Regions from separate parts of the Pan troglodytes genome. Here region 1 is linked to region 2. The links are chromatin contacts, called in public HiChIP or PLAC-seq maps. All regions are on one chromosome and are shown on one strand. Each heading gives the region's core, a stretch centred on a gene start, on an enhancer-like site or on the middle of the called end of the contact. The rest is flanking DNA. Distances are from core to core; before and after follow the strand shown. Region 1 holds the start of ABL1 (ABL proto-oncogene 1, non-receptor tyrosine kinase). Region 2 holds the start of FIBCD1 (fibrinogen C domain containing 1).

Region 1 (2,700 bases), core at 176-2,675, 220 kb after region 2:
AGGTAAGACAGAAGCTGTCTATCTAAAATTCACAAGGAATGCTGCTTCCCCACTTGATTTTTCCCACATGGCTCCAAAGTGAGTATTTTCAAGTCCTACTTACGAAGGAAAAGGTCAAGGATATTAGCGTCAACCAGTATCCATGATTCTTAACTTTCTCAGGAACACAAACCACTTTGAGAATATGATAAAAGCTCTCTGTAGACAAAGCAGTAAAGAATCCATGCTTGTCAGAAGAGCCCACGACTTCGGTTAGAGCAGAATCATAGAACCAGGGATCCTAAGAAACCACTGAAGTCCAGCCCCTCAGGAAACTAAAGCCCTGGAACAGTAAAGTGGCTTGTCCAAGGTCAACAGTGAATTAGCAGAGGAATCAGGCAAGAAATAAGCAACTCAAATAGATTTTGAATAAAGCCGAAGTCACGAAGTAACTTTTTCTTATACAAAGAAAGTTCCACTAAGAGATAACTACAGTAACAAATTTATTAAGTGGAACTGGAAGGAACTGTCGCAAGTACTGTTGTTCAAAGTTCCTTGAAGGCCTAAGATGAATGCATGAGGAAAACCATGAGCAGAAATTTTGAAAAGCACTCACCATGTTCCACAAAAACATTGCAGTGTGGACCCCCATGCCTCGATGATTCCTTCTTCCCTGCTCCTTTGATAAAATGCAGGGCAGGCAAGCTTGGCCTTCTTTGGTCCCCAAGAACTTTTCCAGGCTGCTGCCCCATAAAGTAATAATAGGTACCCCTTTCCAGAAGAGGGTTCAAGATCTTCCAGAACGGTCAGCGAGCGTAGAGGGAAATGGCATATACGTGGGATTTCACATTCGCTGCATCTCCACAAGTCAGCAATTGAAGTCAATCACAGAAAGGCATCTTCCATAACAAAAGGAAGCACTTTTTTTAGGTTGACACTTGCAAGCAGGAGTTCCAATTATTTTCGCAGTTATCAATTTCATGTAATTGCAATGTTACCCAAAAGTTTCTTGATTTTTTTTAAACGGGCTGAATAACAATTTCTTTTCAAGAAGAAAAACCTAAACAGAAATATTCACAGGGGATGCCGAAAAGGGTCAATAATGCTAGTCATTTCAATTCTCACACATAAAGGAAACGCTGATGGTCTTTGGCTACTCCTCCAGAACTTTTCCTGTGGAAGTCACCAACCCCCTATCTTAGCTTCTTCATCTTCCAACAAATTTCCTGCCGAACTAGTGGCCGCTCTCGCTTCTCTGCTTTGCTCTCCGGAAAAGGACACGGGTCACCCAGATTTCAGCGAGTTTGCCCTCGACTCTGACGAAAAGGAATGCATTGCCAGCAACTTTTAAGTCCGCTTTTTAAAAGGCCTGTGGAACCAATCCAGACTTTTCCTTTGCATTAAAGTTTTTGGCTGAGCTGAGACTAAGGGGGCCGTAGGTGACATTGGAAGAAGTCAGGGCATTAGAGGCTCGCGGGAGCCACCTTGGGGGAAGGGGAGACCCCTTGACAGCAAGGGAGGGATTTGAATGGGAGGCTCCGTGGCCAAAGTTGGGGCCGGGATCCGGAATAAGGGGCGGCTTGGGGCTGAGGGAAGCTGCCGGGGCGCGGCACGGGCAGCTTACTCCGGGGCGACGCTCTTCCACGCCTCAGAAAACGGGGTGTCCCAAGCTGGGGGAAACAGACCACCCGCAGTGTCCCAAAGCCGGGGCGGGGCTGTAAGGGACGAAGGACTCTCGCGGCCCAGACAGCGGAAGGCGGGCCCCGTGTAGAGGAGGCCCGGCCGCCTCAGCTGCCCCAAGCCCGGGGGTCTCTGCCCGAGACACCCCCTCCCCCGGCCCCGGACGCTGACACCACCACCGCCCTCAGGCAGTCACATCTCCCGAGCTCCGCCGAGGGACCCAGCCGCCCCCCGCCGGTAGGGGCCGTGGACAGCGGAGGGGCTCCTCAGCCGCAGGACCCGGGAACCGGCTCCGGCTCCAGCGCTGCTCAGGCACAGACACCAAACCCCGCGGCCGCCATGATGGATTACGAGCCGCTCCACAACGAGGCCAGGCCCCGCCCTCGGCCCCGCCCACGGCGACGTCCGGAGCCCGCCTCGAGGGGACCCGGATGCCCCAAGAGCCGCTTTCCCGGGACACCGCCGCGCCTCCCGGCTCTGGTCCCACTGCCTGCGAAAGCCCGGCCCGGCACGACCTTTTAAATGTGGCTTCTCTGAGCGCAAGGTGAGTGGTGAGGAAGCACCCGCCTCCTCTGTATTGCCATTGGCCTCCGAGAATCCGGGTCAGGCCTCTTTCCTCCGTCCCATTGGCCGGTGGGAGCAGTAGGGCTGGATCTCCCAGCCAACCGTGTTCGGCGCAGTCCGCGGTGCGTGCCGGGAGTTGTGGTCCCACGGCACGCGCCCGAGTCCGCCCGCACCAAGACTCCTGGCCCGGGCCCCGACTGCTGGGGCTCGGCCCCGCCCTCCTGGGACCTGGTAGACTCTTGCCGGCCTAGCGTAGGCCGGACCGCGTCTCCCCGGCGCGAGTAGTGAGACCTGGAAGAGCCAAAGCGAGGGAAAAATTGCGGATTGGATTTTCCTGGAAGCGGAGTCGGATAACTTCCTTCAGTCTCTAAGGGAGAAAATTTGGCTCGCTCCTAGAAACCAAGGTTTCTGATGCCTTTCAACCCCTTTACCCTCCAAAAAGCATAAATATTAGAACTAGCGGGCCGGGCGCGGTGG
Region 2 (2,700 bases), core at 28-2,527:
AGCCACACAGCCAGGGCCCTGTGCCCTCCATCACATCCTTCTTCCCAAGTCTGAGGGCCCTCTAGATCACCTGCTGACCCTCTTAATTCATAGGAAAGGCCGAGGGGCCAGAAAGAGCCAGAGGCCAGAATTGGAACCTGGGTCTCCTGACTCCCAGCCATTGCTGTGGGATCCTCTCCAACTCCCGGGCAGCCTCAGTCCGGGAAGCCGGGATCGGGCCGTAGGTGAGGCCAGCGGTCGTCCTGGAAGGAAAAGGCGGCTGGGGACAAACAGCTGGTGGTTTGTGAACCCAGCGCCTGGCGGGTGGCAGTCTCCTCGGATGGCACCGGGCCACAGGGTCCCCCGCTCCGGGGTTCAGGGAGTGCCCCAGCCCAGGCTGGACGCGGCCCCCACCCCCAACCAGTCTGCCCCGCCAGTGCCGGACGCGTAGAGGGATCGGGAGAGGGACGAAGATGGGGCGACAGACTGGCAGCCAGTGGGGGAGAGACGGAGACGGTGCCAGGGAACAGCGCGGCGGCCAAGGCGCCCCGGGAGCCGGAAAACAGCTTTGGGGAGAAGCGGGGGCGGGGAACGGGGGTCTGTCTGGAGCTGGGGGAGCAGAAAAAGATGGGGACGCAGAAAGGGGCGGAGGAGGGGCGGCCGGCGGGCTCGGCGGGGCGGCGGGAGGGGAGCGCGGCGTCGGGCAGTGTGGGCGCCTCCCGGTCAGAAACCACAATAGCAGCTCGTTCGCCGCGCAGATTAAGGACTTTGTCAATTACCTCCGAAGGCCGCTCCGGGCGGATTAAATGCTTTTAAAAGTGCTGCTGGTGGGAAGGGGCAACTAAGAAGCCCCCTCCTGGCACAAATCCCCTCCCGGCGGAGGAGAAGGCGGGGGCTGGGACCACGCGGGGCGCGCCGGGGAGCGCGGGCGATCGGCCGGGAGCGCGGCCGAGCGCGGAGCGGCTGGTACTCGCGACCACAGCGCCGGCGGCTGTGGCAGTGGTGGGGACCCCCATTTCGCCCACGGGCCGCCCGGGCAGGGGGGCGTCGTGTGGGCTCTCCGACCGCGGGCGCGAGGGCACGGGTCTGCGGACGCGGACTGGGACGCCCACCGGACCAGGCTCACGCGTCGGGGTCCGGCGCAGGGAGGTCCCCGGGGGCTGGAGACCCCACAGCTGGGCGCACTTGCCCCGGGACCTGGACCCACACCTCGGGGGCCCGCAGGGGGCGCACCCCACCGAAACTGCCCCCGGCGCAGCCTGGGTCTTGGGGCGAGCCCTGCGTCCTGAGCCGGGAGGGAGCCGGAAGGAGCGCCGCGCCACTCCCCGGAGACGCCGAACCGGCCGGCGGGGGCGCCCTCGGGGCCCGCCCCGCGCATGGTGAGTTGTGTGAGTCCGGTCCGGGAGGAAGTTTGTGCAGAGGCGCCGCCGGGGGGGGCTCTCAGGCCCCTCCGGGAGCCAGCAGGAGCCGGGCCGCCCGCGGCTGTTTGCTGCCCTCCGGCCGGCCGCGGTATCTGGGGGCCAGTTCGGCCTCCTTTCCCTAGGTCTTTTCGGAGGCGGAGTTTAGTATCCAAGTCCGCGGGTGTGAGCGCGCGCGTGTGTGAGTGTGTCGGGGGAGGCCGAGGGGAGCAATAAAAAGCAAAGAGAGTCCGAGACCAGAAAAGATGCGGAGATTGAGAAGGAGGGAGGAGGGACGAGGGAGGAGGGAGAGGAGCGCGCCGGGGAGGCGCGGGAGCCGGGAGCGGGGACGGCGCGCAGCGCGAGCGGCGGGCGTTGGGCTGGCGGCTTTCGCGCTCCCGCTCCTGCTCCCGCCCGCACACAGCGGCGCGCTCATCCTCACACGCCCGCCCGCTCCCGGGCCGCCCCGGCGCGGGGCACAGAGGTGGGGACCCGGCGGACAGAGCGCGCCCCGCGCCCGCGCCCGCGCCCACCCCGTCGCCTTTGCGCTCCGCAGCGGCGCGCCTCGCCCGGCGCCCCCGCCAGTCCTGCCGGAAGATGGTCAACGACCGGTGGAAGACCATGGGCGGCGCTGCCCAACTTGAGGACCGGCCGCGCGACAAGCCGCAGGTACGCTCGGGCGCTGGGACACGGGGCCTGGGCGGCTGGCCAGGCGGTGGCCGCTCGGGCCGGCGGGGCGAGCACCCAATGCGGGGGCTGGAGTTTAGGGCGCACCCCTTCGAGGCTCCGGAGGCCCGGGCCGGGATGGGGACCCTCCTCTCCTCCTCCCCCAGCCGAGGCTTGAACTCGAGGTTCGGTGGGGGCGGCACCCCTGCAGGAGCCACGCGCGCTGCGGGCCAGGTCTCCCGCGTCCCCGCACCCCCAGCAGCACCCTGGTGCACGCGGGTGCAGAGGGAGGCGGGGACTTACAGTTCGCTGTGTGTCCACAGACAAATCAGCCCCGTTGCTGAGTCTCCGTTTCCTCACCTCTACAATGGGCATCTTAACTACCCACAGAATCTCCACTCTGGGCGCTACCCTGTGCCAGGCACCTGGTCCTGAACCTGACCCCCTGAATCTCCTCTGCATCCTTCCCTTTAGCCAGGGCCCTGCATACAGTAGGGGATCAATAAAGATTCATCTCCTGCAGGAACGCTGGGTATTGTGATTTTCTGACTTTAAGACAAGGAAAGCAGGGCTCAGAGATGGTTGGCTCCTGCCTGAGGCCACGCAGCTCTGTCGGGATTTGAACCCTTGTCTGTGTGCTCCAGGGCTGACTCATTCC

Evidence for each region. HiChIP or PLAC-seq counts read pairs in DNA pulled down with a chosen protein or histone mark.
Region 1: a contact with region 2 is called in an H3K4me3 HiChIP or PLAC-seq map of stem cell-derived excitatory neurons, with 9 times the contacts expected there. The contact joins the promoter of ABL1 here to the promoter of FIBCD1 in region 2. A contact is called at or near these places in 3 of 7 Hi-C or Micro-C datasets (blood, induced pluripotent stem cells and stem cell-derived neural progenitor cells), 1 of 1 datasets of contacts at active chromatin or transcription factors (stem cell-derived excitatory neurons) and 1 of 1 other capture datasets (stem cell-derived neural stem cells).

What each region holds. Positions count from the first base shown.
Region 1 is chr11:7,739,249-7,741,948 of NHGRI_mPanTro3-v2.0_pri, forward strand. ABL1 (ABL proto-oncogene 1, non-receptor tyrosine kinase) reads right to left here and starts at 1,426. Exons shown (of 11, transcript XM_016961878.4): 1 at 596-1,426. The coding sequence starts at 731. It overlaps LOC129136059, which reads right to left and starts at 1,425. Exons shown (of 1, transcript XM_055078613.1): 1 at 1,327-1,425. The coding sequence starts at 1,425. The coding sequence ends at 1,327.
Region 2 is chr11:7,515,641-7,518,340 of NHGRI_mPanTro3-v2.0_pri, forward strand. FIBCD1 (fibrinogen C domain containing 1) reads left to right here and starts at 1,278. Exons shown (of 8, transcript XM_063788166.1): 1 at 1,278-1,578; 2 at 1,933-2,045. The coding sequence starts at 1,356.